Regions from separate parts of the Hordeum vulgare genome. Here region 2 is linked to region 1. A link is a contact called in public Hi-C data. All regions are on one chromosome and are shown on one strand. The core of a region is the stretch at or near the end of the contact, and the rest is flanking DNA. Distances in the headings are between cores, read along the strand shown. Region 1 has its middle 75 kb from the start of LOC123395831. Region 2 has its middle 140 kb from the start of TRNAK-CUU.

Region 1 (7,727 bases), core at 1,998-4,497:
AGCGCCGGTCCACCCACATATCAAACTATCAAAGTAACGAACGCGAATCATATGAACATGATGAAACTAGCATGACAGAAATTCCCGTGTGTCCTCGGGAGCGTTTTTCCTCCTATAAGACTTTGTTCAGGCTTGTCCCTTGCTACAAAAGGGATTGGGCCACTTTGCTGCACCATTGCTACTACTTGTTACTTTTCACCTGCTACGTTTCACCTCACTACACCATCACTTGTTACCGCTACTTTCAGTGCTTGCAGTTATTACCTTGCTGAAAACCATTTATCAGAGCCTTCTGCTCCTCGTTGGGTTCGACACTGTTACTTATCGAAAGGACTACGATTGATCCCCTATACTTGTGGGTCATCAGCGTCTTCAAGGCACAGCTGCTGAAGAGCGTGCAAAGAGCGTCTAGGTCGTCTGTGATGGCGAGGCGACCAGGCTTGTCGTCAAGGTGCCGCTCACCGGAGAGGACGCAGAGGCTGCCAATGTCAGTGGCAAGATCGTCGATGGGATCGGCAGTGCAGCCTGCGGGGCAGGCATAGCCGACGATCAGCACCGCGGAAGCCTCCGCGAAGGCCAGCTCCACGGGCGTTGCTCGCGTGATGCCAGCGGCGATGTCCCTGCTTTTTCCTCCCGCGCGTCGCGACAACTCAGGTGGTGGCAACTGGCGGCGGTGCACACAAGCCGGCGACGGATCCAACGGCTTTGTGGGCGGCACAACTCCGGGTGGCGAGATGGTGGTGGCACGGCTGCTTAGCTGTTGGGCGACACGATGGCTGGCGGTGGCGCCCTTACGACCCAGATTTGGGCACGTTTGGGCCCATCTGGGTGTGGGGAGGCCTGGCATGGGCTTTCCGATGTCATCTCCGGCGGACGGAGGTGTAGCTCGTGCTAGGGTTGACGGATACGGCAACACACGCACTGCACCGCGACGCCGGGAGCTTCACGAGCCCATTTCGGGCTCGGTCGGGCAGGGGTGCGTGGTGCCTGGTTTGCTCCTGAGCTGCGTCCGGTCGGTTACCGTCGAGGATGGTGGAGGTTGTCCCCTCTCGCATGGCTTGTAACCCTATCGCTCCCCGTCCCCGGCTGCTCCCTCTTGATCTCGCCCGTCTTGCTTCGCTTGCCACTGTGAGACGGCGATGGTGACTGCGAGACTGTGGTGGCGCATATTGGGGGACGACAAGTAAAGTGGATCGCGAAGGATCGTTCGGGGTCGTGCTTAGTTGATGGTTCGGAGGAATCCTTGTCGGCTTGTCTGCACCGACGCGGTGACGCATGTCGGCGTCGCCATACCTTCCTGAAGGGCGTCAAATTTGCCCCTTCCCCCACGCCCCTCACGTACCGGGGGAAACCCTAGGACTTGTCCGGGTAGCAGCGGCATAGTCGACACGTTCCTTCTTGAAGGTGTTACTTGGTAGGCGACATTTCAGAGTGCTAGGAGCGTGGTGGAATTCTCCGGTGGGCGCAGCGATTGCGAGTCATCTTTGTTTTTCGTTGATCCGACGTTGTTGGCATTTTATCTGTGTGGTTTCTCTTTTTTTGGGCATGCTTGTGTTGAGGCCCCAACAATTGTATCGGATGGTTGCTATATCAATATAGCGGGGCGAAAGCCTATTTCGGTAATAACTGGTGAATTTTGAAAGAAAAAGGGAATGATGGTGTTTTTTTATTTAGGCTCCATTATTATGGTGTTATTTTTGTAATTTATTCTCTTTGACAACTCAATATGCTTTTGTGTTGTGCTTTGATAAAAAAAACGATGACAATGAGTAAAGGTCATTGCGAAGGAGTACAAGTGAGCATAGTGAAACAATATGCAAAACACAAGGACCACTTATTTTAATATCCTATTAGTCCAAAATCCAGATTGCTTGAAGAAAGATACACCTATACACGTGTGTTATCAATCAATGGAAATGTAGTGAAAAGCATCATAGGCACCAGCTTATCATGTCAACGGGGTGGATAAAGATAAATAATGGAGAAGGAAGATCGGCGTTTGTTTGGTGGGATATGAGAATAAAATGCATATTAGAAAAAAAACAGTTAAGGAAGGGTCGAAGTAGGATAAAATACAACCCATATTATTTTGTTGTTTCGTGGCAACGCGCGGGCATTCAGCTAGTAGACATACCTTCAAAGGAGCATACGACAGCATGCGTGCTCAGCTGTGTGATCATGCTACTAAGAAACGTTGTGTTCCCCCTCTCAGCCGCCCTTTGCCACTCCTACGCCATGAGCACAATCACGTGTGACTTGTTGATGCCAGGTCGCACATGAGTGCAACGCGTCGTTGCTATTTTGTAGATGTGTTGGGTTTTTTCACGAAGAGGAAAAGATGATGTAGTATGGAAGGAATAAGTATTTTTTAGTGAGAATCAAGGTTTATCAAATCAATAGAAGAAGCACACAATCAACCGTCGAAAGTAACTACACAAACAAGAGCAAATACTTGCACCCAACACGGTCAAAAAGATTGTCAATCCCCATATACTCGTTAATTGCAAGGATCAAATCTCATAGTGGTTGGTATATAAATTGCAAATAAATTAAATATAAATACATAATACACATTATCCGAATACATGTTCAACATTTCTAAACGGTACATTGGACATTCTTTTCAATACATAGTGAACTTTTCAAACACACGTTGAATTTGATTTTAATTTGATAAATATTCTTGTAAAAGGTGCAAAATAATTCTCAGGCATTTTTTTTGAAGATTTTCTATAAATAGCACAAATGAATTTATACATGTTATGAACATATTTTCTAAATTTTGTGAAGAAAATTTGCATTTCATGAACATTGTTTCCAATGTTATCACATTTATTAATGTCATGAACAAATTTTTAAATGGTAAATGTTTTGGAAAATGGTGCCAACCAGGTTTTACATTTTCATGAGCATTTGTAGATAATGTCGTGTAAACATTTTTAAATGTGTGAATATTTCTTAAATAAAACAAACATTTTCGAAAATTGCTTGAACAAATTTATATTTTTCAAACATTCTTTCGACAGACATTCAACATATTTAAAAGATTTGTAAACAAGTCCTTATAATTTATATTTAGAATAAATTTTAAATATGAACAAAAGTACACAAAGAAAACAATATAAAAAACGTAATAAAGCAAGAAAATAAAAGGAAAAAAGAAGAACATTTCTAGTAACCTTCTGAGCCAGGCCCATCTACGCAGACAGTGTGAGAGATGCGAGCGTTCTGCTCGCGGAAGGCCGGAAGCAGCTAGCCGAGGAGTAGTCCTTGCGGATCCTGCAAAGGTCATTTTTCGTAGTCTGAGGGTACAGCACTTGGCGCTCTTTGAGTCACCGCCACGTGTCATGTTCTGGACGCATATTTACAATTTTGTATTTTATTTTTCTATTCTTTGTATTATTATTTTGGTTTTATATCTTTTACCCGGTTTTCTCTAGATCTTTGGACAAAACTAATCAACTTTCTGTGTGAAAAAAATGTGTTTCTTTTCTTTTCGCAAGAGGGGAGAATTTATTTTTCGTGGATGCATAAATTCGCTTTTGCGAGAGAGACAGCCGTGCCATTTGAAAAATGAAAAAATGCATTTTTTTTGCTTCAGCGAGAAGTAGAGTTGTGCATCTAAAAAAACATGATTTTTTGCTTCCGTGAAAGGCACAATAACTGTACGTGGAGGCATAAATTTGCTTCTACAAGAGGCATAAAATAATGCATAACTTTTCATGCGAGAGACACATGCTTACTTCTCGTGGAGTCGCAGATTTGCTTTCGTGAGAGATACGACTATGCCTCTCAGAAAAAAAATCACGAAAGGTACATATTTACTTCTTATGAAGGCTCAAATTCGGTTGTCTCAAAAAAGGAAAAATGTATTTTACTTATTTTTCATGATAGGTCAGATTTGCTTTCCGTGGAGGCATAGATTTAACTCAGGCACAACTATGTCTCTTCAGAAAAGAAAAAAAAGTGAAAATAAAACGTGCTTTCAGTTCGGAGTTTTTGGTCTTTTTGTGAAAAAAAGATTGTTGAAACCTATCAACATGGGATGTAGTTTCAAAGATCACACTGCAAAGAACCAACGGTGAAAATGTTTCGGGAATTAGACGTACAGTTTAAAAGGTAAACTGTTTTAACTAAACGAAACTATGATAAAAGGGAAAGCTTTCATGTTGTGACAAGTAATGCACATGCAGTACGCCAGTTGTCTTAATATGGAAAGACGGGAATAAGCTTTGCAAAGAGTATTTCTTAATTAGTTATTTCGTCTGCTTGACAGAAGAGATACCATGGCATGCCCATGTTTCGACTATAGCAAAAATAGAAGCGGCCACGCTTGAAATGAGCGCAACAGTGGGCGGGCCCAGCATCAAAGCCGGCAAAGCTCTCATTTTCTCATTCTCTTTCGATATTTATAATGCTGTTGTTTGTATATTTCCAAATATTTTTGATATCAATATTAAAAAACACTCCATAAATTTATTTTAAATGTTAACCATGCAGTTAAAAACTATTACATGTGTATATAAAAATATTCCTGATGTATACGTAGATTTAAATAAAAAATATAAAAAGTGTACAAAAATTAGACAACAAACGTACATTTACAAAAACTGTAAATCATGGATTTTGAAAAAGTTAAACATGTATAAAAATCTATCCTGATGTATAGAACGAATGTAGAACGTGCGTAAAAAGTAGAAGTTTATATAGGGTCACGTTATTCATCACCTTGGATATATAATGTATATTTTCGGTGAAATGTTATAATGTATTCCAAGATGTTACCCGTGTATAAAAATAATTTTTCAAATGTGTACAAAAAAGTACAGTGTGTATGGAAAATAGGCATAAAAGCATATATGTCATAGAAGTGTTAATCATGTAATGTTTTTTAAATGCTAAACATATGTAAAAAATGTTCCTTATGCATACAAAAATATACAATCTATACAGAAAAACTAGATAAAAAATATTTGATAAAATCATTAATCAGGTACTTAAAAATATTCAATCTGTACAAAAAAAGTTTGAGATGGATAAGAAAATGTTTCACATATTTGAAAAATAATGTTAAACATGCATACAGAAAATGTACTTCGCATGTGAATAAATGTTTATTACCATTAAAATAATGTTAACCATATTTAAAAAGAGTTTAAAACAGGTGTTGTAAAAAATGTCTATTGTGTATCTAAAATGTTCAACATGTATCAACACCAAGGAAAACACAGCATGCTATACAAAATAATGGGGCACCTGAAACTATGCTATTAGCATGCTATAGAGCGCTATAACGTGCTATTAGCGAGACATTGATAATGATTAATTTAGGAAGACAATTTTCTACATGCTATAAAGTGTTATTAAGGTCGCACTATTTTTTGAGTGATCAATACTGTTTTTCTTGCACACTAAAAATGCACATGGTGTTTTAAAAATAGAAGACATTTACTGAACAAAGAAGTAACCATCGAAAACCCATGAAGAAACAAAGAGAAATGAAAAAAAACTGAAGAAAAAACAAATAAAACCAAACAATCCCGAAGAAAACCAATGAAAAAGAACCAAAAGAGTGAACACCGAGAAAAAAAAGAATACCAAAATAAAAGAAGAAAAAACATTGAAAAACAAGAAAATAAACAAAGGAACCCAAAGAAATCATAGAAAAAGAAAGAAAACTTTGTGAAACCAAGAAGGAAACAAAGAAAGACAGGGGAAAACAAGAAAAATAGAAAAAACAGGGAAGAAACAAAGAAAACCAAAAAGAAGACACAAAAGAAAACAAAAAAATAGAAAAACCCAAAGAAACAAGAAAAAATAGGGAAGAAACAAAGAAAACCAAAAAGAAAACACAAAAGAAAACAAAAAAAAAAAGAAAAACCCAAAGAAACAATAAAAAACCTGGACCAGAAGCCAGTACATCGATCAATCCCGAGCGAGCCAGCAAGGAGGAGAAATGGGCCGGCATTCACAACACGTCGTGAAAAATCTTCAAGCGAATGAAACATAGGACTCGCGAAAAGCCAGATATAGTGGCCACAATATGTAGATGCTCCGCAACAATTTGAGTTAGTATAACCACAAAACCTGGACATAGGGGTTCAAGTTTAGGTGCTGATGTTATTGGGTTCACCCACCTTGTGATTATATGTTGTTCATTATTCAGGTTTAGTTCGGTTTTAGGTAGGGGTTATGTTGGAAGGTTCTCGTTTATTGTTTACATTTACGGAAACTCTTGCCTTCAGCCGGCGGATCGCACACGAGCGATCTGTCACCTCTTCAATATGACGTGTGTACGCATTTCTGTCTATTCTTTTGCAACATCATTTGTGTTACAAAATTCTCTTTCGCAAAAACAGCCATATTGCAAAAACAAAAGAGACCAAATAAATGGCAAATATTTTCTGCAGTATTGTTTGTGTTGCAATTAATTTACCGCAATAACATTTATGTTTAAAAAATAGTGAAGAAGAAAAAATTCTACAACATCAACTATGTTGTAAAAGATTTCTGCAACATAAAGTTTGTTGCAAAGTATTTATGTAACAGGATGCTCGTTGTAAAAAATTTTTACAGCACTATCATTGTTGCAAAAAGTGAGAACGGTGTTATACACATAATAGATGAACGTTGTTCATCTGACGGTTGCCCGCCGCGTGGCGGATTTTTAAAAGATCCATGGACGGACGCGTAGCGTGGCCCTTACATTTATTATTTCATTGTTTTCTCCAACCGGTTGTACACTGTGTTTTTTACATTACACTTTTTTTATTTTGTTCTTCCATTTCTTTGCACTTAAAAAAGATGAACATTAAAATAAATTAAGATATTTTTGAAATACAGAAGAATTTTTCGAATTCTTTATATTGTCTAAGTTTTGGAATATTTTTGAAATAGGAGAATATTTATTATTTATGAATTCTCTAAAATTCGTGAGCTTTTTAATAAAATTTAAAATACTTTTTTATGTGAACATTTTATGATCTTAAATGATTTTAAACATTTTGAATATTTTCCATAAATGAGCAACAAAACCATTATAGTTTATGTTTAAAATTAATGAGCATTATTAAAATTCTGGAACAGATTTTTAAATCTGTTTATTTATTTCGATTTTTGGATTTTTGACTATTCTATAAAAGCATGGATTTTTTAATTCGCAGATATTATTTAAATTTAGATAAATATTTAAATTTTCTATTTTATAAATTTTATGACCATTTTTAAATAGTGGAACATTTTTAGAAATGTGGAGAAAATATTTTATAAGAAACAATTCTTGAATTATTGAACTTCATAGAGCTATTTGTTTCTCCCTACAATGCCTACTAGTTTTCTTGGTTTGCATTTTGTTTACAAATCTCACCTAATTTATTGAACTTCAATAATATTCGTCGGTAAAAGATTTGTGTCATGGGGAAGACACAACCAAACTTGCCTCCCTAATCCTAGATTACGTCCATGAATAAAAATATATGAAATAAAACATCATTTGTAGCTATAACTTCATGAATAATAGCTCTATGAAGACGACCGGATCCTTGCTTCATGTCCTTAACCACAAACTTATAGTATTTACTCTTAATTGCTCAGTTTATAAATCTCACGTACTTTATTAAACTTCAATAATATTCGTCGGTAAAAGATTTGTGTCATGGGGAAGACCCAAACAAACATGCCTCCCTAATCCTAACATATTTTAAGGAAACAAATAATAGATTTAATCT
Region 2 (7,727 bases), core at 1,543-4,042, 220 kb after region 1:
ACTTGTTCAAAAAATGTTCATGAAACTCAAATTAATTGCAATTTAATAGAAATGTTCACGAAAATTTAAATATTTCTTGTGAATTTTAAACATTGTTCCGAGATTTAAAAAAACAAAAGCACTACAAGGGTGGAGGTGTGATTTCTAAGCGTGCCAGTTAGGCTCCACAGTTTTCGCTAGCGGGTCAACGCCTCCTACCACCTCCGATGGCCTCACCATGACTGGAGAGTTGGTAGGGCTTGATCAACCGCACGTCTAGCGGTTCATCCTTGGGGTTTCATAGCGGTAGCGGATTGGGTAGTCTTCCCTAATCAACCTCAAACTCTGGTGAGGCTTCCAGTTTTGGTCCTGGTGTTGTTTGGGTGGTTGTAATAACCTACCTCTCACATCTACTCCCCTTGTGGTGGCATGTTTGGCGTGAGATTCCTCGTTGATTCCAATTGGACTTGGTGTGTCGGAGTTCCTTCTCCCCCCCCTCAGTGTCATCGAGGTGATGTTGGAACCAGTGGCATAGATTCATGTCGTTCTTTGCGAGCAGTGAAGTTAGGGTGTGTACTGACGTGTACACGAGAGAGCAATCGTAGAACAAGATCGAGGATTTCAAATTGATAAAACATCCTCCTGACAACGATCTTTTTGCTAGGATGTTGCCCAAAGACTTCCCCTTTCATCGAGAAGGTCGAGGAACATGCGAACCAAAGATGGTGGCGGCGCGCCTCCGGCTTGCTCCAACGATTGGGGTTATGAGGCGTTCCATTCCATGGGCTTGTTTATACTTTCTTCTTTGTTCAATGTGCCTTGTACCTTTGGTTGGACGCTCAATTGATTTGAGGTCCTTTTTGCAAAGCAACAATTCACTAAAAGTTTATAGATTAGAAAAATCACAGATTCAAAAAATGTTCATGGATTTAAAAGATATTCCCAAATTTAAAAAAAAACTTAGTTGATTCAGAAAAATCAACTATTCAAGCAAATGCCCACGAGTTTGAACAAAATGCTAAAAAATTCAGGACAAATCATGATTTGTTTTAATAATTTGAGCAATGGACATGATTTAAAAAAGTATTAGCTATTTCAGAAAAATAACGTATTCGAATGATGTACAAGGTTTGAAAAAATATTGATGAATTAGAAAAATGTTTGAAAAAATGAAATGTAAAAATAAATAAAAAAGGAAATAAAAAATGAATGTTATTTTAAACAAAATCAAAATAAAATAAAGAAATAAAAGAAAAAGGGATCATGAGAAAATAGGAAAAGAAAAGAAAAATAGAAAAGGATAAAAGAAAGAAATTTCTAGGAAAAAACAAACAAAGAAAAGCCGGTTGAGGGAAAGTTACAAAACTGTGGGAAAAAACAAGTATTGTCAAATAGAGGACATGCTGAGTCAGCGCCTTCAGCATCCACTAGCGAGTCTGGAGCTCACAGGAGTCTTAACCGGGTCGTGGCCCATTAAGCGCTTCGTGTTCTTGCTCGCCTGCTGGTCTTTGCGCTTGCACGGTTTTTTGTTTTCCTAGCGAGGCTTGCATGGGTGTTCGTGGTTGACTGACGAAGTTAACCGGATTGGCTTACAAATTTCAAAAAAATCACAAAAATCTGAAAAGTTCACTGAATTCCTTGAAAGTTGGTAAATCTCAAAAACGCTATTCAATTTTGAAGAAAAGTTTACGAATTTGAAAAATGTTTATCAATTTTTAGAAAGAGTTTATTGATTTTATAAAAGTTCATGCAATTTTGTAAAAATGTTCACTGATTTCAAATAACTTGATCAAATTTGAAAAAAAATGTCTTTAAATGCGATTTTTTTCATAAACTTAAAGAAGAGTCATTGTTTTTTTTTGCAAAAATTGAGAAAAGTCCACACATCTGCAATAGAAAAAGGAAACAAAAACGAAAGAGAAAAAAGATAAGAAAAAGAAAAAACCAACAAAACCGCGAAAAAGGAAAAGAATAGAAGGAGAAAAACGAGTTACTTGTCACATATGGTGGGCTGTCCATGACTCTGTGCATTTTAAAACCGAAATAAAAACCATACCGACAATAAACCAAGCCAAACCAATTTAATGGGTTTTATGGTTTATGGTTTCGGCATGGTATGAACTTTTCATACCATTTTGGACTTTGTTTTTTGATGGTATATACCCAAAAACTGAATAGTTAACCGAATAAACCAAAATAGAATTATATATATATATCTGGAGGCGAACAACCATATAACTAGTTCTTTTTTTGTATAGGAGCCAAATTTCCTGTTAAGCACATTCATCTTTTTGTAGCGTAGATATTTCTTTTCCAAAAAAATGCTAAATATGTCCATAACCATTGAAACCATGCATGAATATACACTTACATATAGCTATGTACTCTTTGTAAAAAAAATGGATATGTTCTGAGTCATAAATTTGTAAGCTATTATACATCATTTTTAATTCACCACAACTTTGGTTTTTATGGATATACCGCAACCATACCTAAATAATATGGCATGTACCCAAACTGAACTATATTTGAATTTCCTACATTATTTAGCGAACTATTAATACCCTACAAATCGGAAAACCATATTAATCGAACCATGTAAACCGAATAAACCGAATACATAGGGTTTGTAGTCCGAAGTAGTTGCTGCGTTGCTTTCTTATGGTCTAGGTTCCAGGTTCGAATCCATCGCTCCCCACCCTTTTTCCAGTTTTTAGAAAAATGAGAATAAAATCAACTAGACTGGCCCAAGATCACGAAAGGGGGTGTGCGCTGCAGGCGCCTGTTAGCAAATGCTCTATAACTGACGCCAGCAGCGCCAAATAGGGTTTGCCCATGGGGAGTGTATGCGATGTGTTGCTACTTGATGGCGTCCCTATGTTAGGATGCCAGCGAGATAGAGCATCCGCTCGCTGAAGGGATGTGGCTATGGGCCCGCCCAGTTGCAATAAGCATATGTTTCAGAATTCGATCGATTCTTTCCTTAGTCCGTTCCTTGATTTCATTTTTTGTTTTATTTTAATGAAAACTAATAGTACATATATTTTTCAAAATCTTAAATTTTAATAAATGTTGTTGCACCTTTAAAAACTGTTGATAGCATTTGGAACAAATGTTTTAGGATGTATTTGTTTTTTTTCATATACTCAAATAACAAAATTTAGAAAAAATGTGTTAGAAAAATGTTAATCATGCATTTTAAAAATCTTAAATCAATATAGAAAAAATATTGCGTGTCTCAAAGAAAAATATACATATAAAGACAAGTATAAGAAAAAAATATTTAACATATATTTCAACATGCTAAGTGTTTATTAAAATGTTTCATATGTATACGAAAAACGTTGAACGTGTATTAAAAAGTGGAACACAAAAATATATATTTTACGAAATTTTCATTATGTGTAAAAATGTTAATAATTTACTTAAGAAATGTAAAGTAGAACATTTTTAAAATTTTAGCATAAAAACAACATGACCTCCAAGACAGGGTTACCGTACCACTCTGGAGTAGTACATGACCTTGTTGACCTACGAGGTTTGTAGTAACTTGATCATGAAGCTTTGTGATCACTATTATCAGCTTCCACTTCAATTGATGCATGCGCCACAGAAGCAACTTCTCGTGCCCTGCTAAACACTGGTTGAAGTGATGGTTCAATAACTTCATCAAGTTCCACCATCCTCCCACTCAATTCTTTCGAGAGAAACTTTTTCTCGAGAAAGGACCTGTTTCTAGAAACAAACACTTTGATTCCGGATCTGAGATAATAGGTATACCCAACTATTTTGGGTGTCCTATGAAGATGCATTTATCCACTTTGGGTTCGAGCTTATCATGCTGAAACTTTTTCTCATAAGCATCACAGCCCCAAACTTTTAAGAAACGACAGCTTAGGTTTCTCCAAACCATAGTTCATACGGTATCATCTCAACGGAATTATGTGGTGCCCTATTTAAAGTGAATGCGGTTGTCTCTAATGCATAACCCAAAAACGATAGTGGTAATTCGATAAAAGACATCATAGTATGCACCATATCCAATATGGCGTGGCTATGACGTTCGGACACACCATCACATCATGGTGTTCCAGGTGGCATTAGTTGTGAAACAATTTCCACGTTGTCTTAAATGTGTACCAAACTTGCAACTCACATATTCATCTCCACGATCATATCGTAGAAATTTTATACTCTTGTCACGACGATCTTCAACTTCACTCTGAAATTACTTGAACCTTTCAATAATTCAGACTTGTGTTTCATCAAGTAAATATACCAGTATCTACTCAAATCATCTGTGAAGTAAGAACATAATGATATCCACTATGTGCCTCAGCACTCATTGGACTGTATACATCAAAATGTATTACTTCCAACAAGTTACTCTCTTGTGCCATCTCACTGAAAATGAGGCCTTCAGTCATCTTGCCCATGATATGCATGTCTCAAGTGATTCAAAATCAAGTGAGTCCAAACGATGCATCTGCATGGAGTTTCTTCATGCGGTCACACCAATAGGCATGGTTGGCATGTCTCAAACGATTAAAAAAGGAGGAGTCCAAAGATCCATCAGTATGGAGCTTCTTCATGCGTTTTAAACCAATATGACTGAAGCGGCAGTGCCACAAGTAAGTGGTACTATCATTACAACTTTGTATCTTTTGGCATCAAATATTATGAACATGGGTATCACTACGATCAAGATTCAATAAACCATTGAAGGTATATATTTAAGCAAATAGAATAACCATTATTCTCTTTAAATGAATAATCATATTGCAATAAACACGATCTAATCATGTTCATGCTCAACGCAAACACCAAATAACATTTATTTAGGTTCAACACTAATCCCGATGGTAGAGGGAGCGTGTGATGTTGGATCACATCAACCTTGAAATTTCTTCCAATACACATCATCACCACTTTTAGCTAGTCTCCATTTATTCCGTAGCTTTTATTTTTAGTTATTAACACTTAGCAACCAAACCGGTATCTAAATCCCGGTGCTACTAGGAGTACTAGTAAAGTACACATCAATATCATGTATATCCAATATACTTTTGTCGACTTCGCCAGCCTTCTCATCTACCAAGTAACCAGGGTAGTTCCGCTCCAGTGACCATTCCCCTCATAATAGAAGCACTTAGTCTCGGGTTTAGGTTTAACCTTCGGTTTCTTCACTAGAGCGGCAACTGGTTTGCCTTTCATGAAGTATCCCTTCTTACCCTTGCCCTTCTCAAAACTAGTGGTTTTACTAACCATCAACACTTGATGTTGATACGTCTCCAACGTATATATTATTTTTTATGGTTCCATGCTATTATCTTTTCAAAATTTGGATGTTTTGTATGCCTTTTATATCCTTTTTTGGGACTAACTTATGAACTCAGTGCCAAGTGCCAGTTCCTGTTTTTTCCGTGTTTTTGACCCTTTTAAGAGGAGAATATTAAACAGAGTCCAAACGGAATAAAATCCGAAAAGATTATTTCTGGAACAGAAGATACGCAGGGAGCTTGAGAACCAAGGCAGAGGGCACCACGGGAGGCCACAAGCCCCCTAGCCGCGGCCTGGGTGGGGGGGGGGCTGCGCCTAGCAGGCTTGTGGGACCCCTGTGGCTCCTCTGCCCTACTTCTTCCGCCTATAAATCTCCGAAAAAACCAAAACCATGGGAGAGAGCCACGAAAATACTTTTCCGCCGCCGCAAGCTTCTGTCTCCGCAAGGTCCCATCTGGGGCACGTTCTGGTGCCCTGCCAGAGGGGGGATTCGGACACGGAGGGCTTCTTCATCAACACCATTGCCTCTCCGATGATGCGTGAGTAGTTCACCATAGACATTCGGGTCCATAGCAAATACCTAGATGGCTTATTCTCTCTCTTGGATCTTCAATACAAAGTTCTCCATGATCTTCATGGAGATCTATCCGATGTAATCTTCTTTTGCGGTGTGTTTGTCGAGATTCGATGAATTGTGGATTTATGATCAGATTATCTATGAATCTCATTTGAGTTTCTTCTGATCTCTTATATGCATGATTTTATATCCTTGAAATTCTCTTCGAGTTGTGGGTTTTGTTTGGTCAACTTGATCTATGATTCTTGCAATGAGAGAAGTGCTTGGTTTTGGGTTCATACCGTGCGGTGACCTCACCCAGTAACAGACGGGGTAGCGAGGCACGCATCATGTTGTTGCCATCAAGGGTAAAAAGACGGGGTTTATATCTATTGCATGAATTTATCCCTCTACATCATGTCATCTTGCTTAAGGCGTTACTCTGTTTGTCATGAACTAAATACACAAGATGCATGCTGGATAGCGGTCGATGTGTGGAGTAATAGTAGTAGATGCAGAAAGTATCGGTCTACTTGTCTCGGACGTGATGCCTATATGTATGATCATTGCCTTAGATATCGTCATGACTTTGCGCAGTTCTATCAATTGCTCGACAGTAATTCGTTCACCCACCGTAATATTTGCTATCATGAGAGAAGCCTGTAGTGAACACTATGGCCCCCGGGTCTACTTCACATCATATTTTAAGCCTTACACTTTTATTTTGTTGCACTTTCTGCCTTTAGATCTCACCTTGCAATCAATCGTGAAGGGATTGACAACCCCTTTATAGCGTTGGGTGCAAGTTTGATGTTTTTGCGCAGGTACGGTGGAGACTTGGCTCGATACTCCTACTGGATTGATACCTTGGTTCTCAAACTAAGGGAAATACTTACTTCTACTGTGCTGCATCACCCTTTCCTCTTCAAAGGAAAAACCAACGCAAGCTCAAGAGGTAGCAAGAAGAATTTCTGACGCCGTTGCCGGGGAGCATCAAGTCAAGAATAGTCTTCCTCCAACGTGTCAATTTCTGGCACCAGGGACTATTCTAAGTGAATCTTATTCAAGTAACTGTCGCAAACTCATCTCTTACATTTTTTTTCCTCTCGTTCTCCTCTCCCCCACTTCTGAAAAAAATAAATGACAAAAATATTTTCCTTTTTCGTTCGCCCTTTCTTTCACTTGCCTTTCCTTTGCTTGTGTGCTATGTGCCTTCAATATGCTTGCATCTTCGCTTGCTGAAAATCTATTGATATGGATCCTCATCCACTTGCTAATCTCTTTAAGAGATCCAATTATGTTGAACCAATTGCTAGTGAGTTGAGTGCACTTGACTTTTTCTATGGAGTTTTGCCTGAGATGCGTGAATCTGAAAATCATGATGAAGAAATGCATGAAGTGATTCACGAGGGCTCCTTGAATGAAAAGAATGATTGCAATGGTTTCACTATAAATCCTATTAGTGTCAATCATGCTAAAAATATGCAAAACCCTAAGCTTGGGGATGCTAGTTTTGCTATGTCCACTACTTGTTGCAATGATCATGATTGGGGTAATGATTTCTCTTATGATCTTGAAAATTTGTTTAAGCCTCATGATGAATATGATATTTGCAATAATATTGAAAGTGGGTTTGGAGAAGTCATGGCTTTAGTTGATGATAATCCCACTATTTTTGAAGAGCGTCAACTTTGCATGCATGTGGATCATGAAAAGAATATCCTATGTGATAGCTACATTGTTGAATTTGAATATGATCCCACATGTAATTGTTATGAGAGAGAAAAATATTGTGGTAGAAACTTTCATATCACTAAATCACCTCTCGTTATGTTGAGATTGATATTGTCTCTTTCTTCTTCCTTGCATATGGTAACTATTGGTTGTCTTGACAATTTGTTTTCCTATAAAA

Evidence for each region. Hi-C and Micro-C count contacts between places; a contact is called where the count stands out from the background.
Region 2: a contact with region 1 is called in a Hi-C map of leaf, with 8 times the contacts expected there. The contact joins two enhancer-like sites. A contact is called at or near these places in 2 of 6 Hi-C or Micro-C datasets (leaf and seedling).

Annotation. Positions count from the first base shown.
Region 1 is chr5H:414,012,749-414,020,475 of MorexV3_pseudomolecules_assembly, forward strand. No RefSeq gene overlaps it. Among protein-coding and RNA genes, the nearest start is that of LOC123395831, 75 kb to the right of the region's middle. Within about 2 kb of position 3,248, at least 2 of the 3 cell types and tissues checked have open chromatin away from gene starts, as enhancers often do. A contact at or near this core is called in leaf, where this site is marked.
Region 2 is chr5H:414,233,004-414,240,730 of MorexV3_pseudomolecules_assembly, forward strand. No RefSeq gene overlaps it. Among protein-coding and RNA genes, the nearest start is that of TRNAK-CUU, 140 kb to the left of the region's middle. Within about 2 kb of position 2,793, at least 2 of the 3 cell types and tissues checked have open chromatin away from gene starts, as enhancers often do. A contact at or near this core is called in leaf, where this site is marked.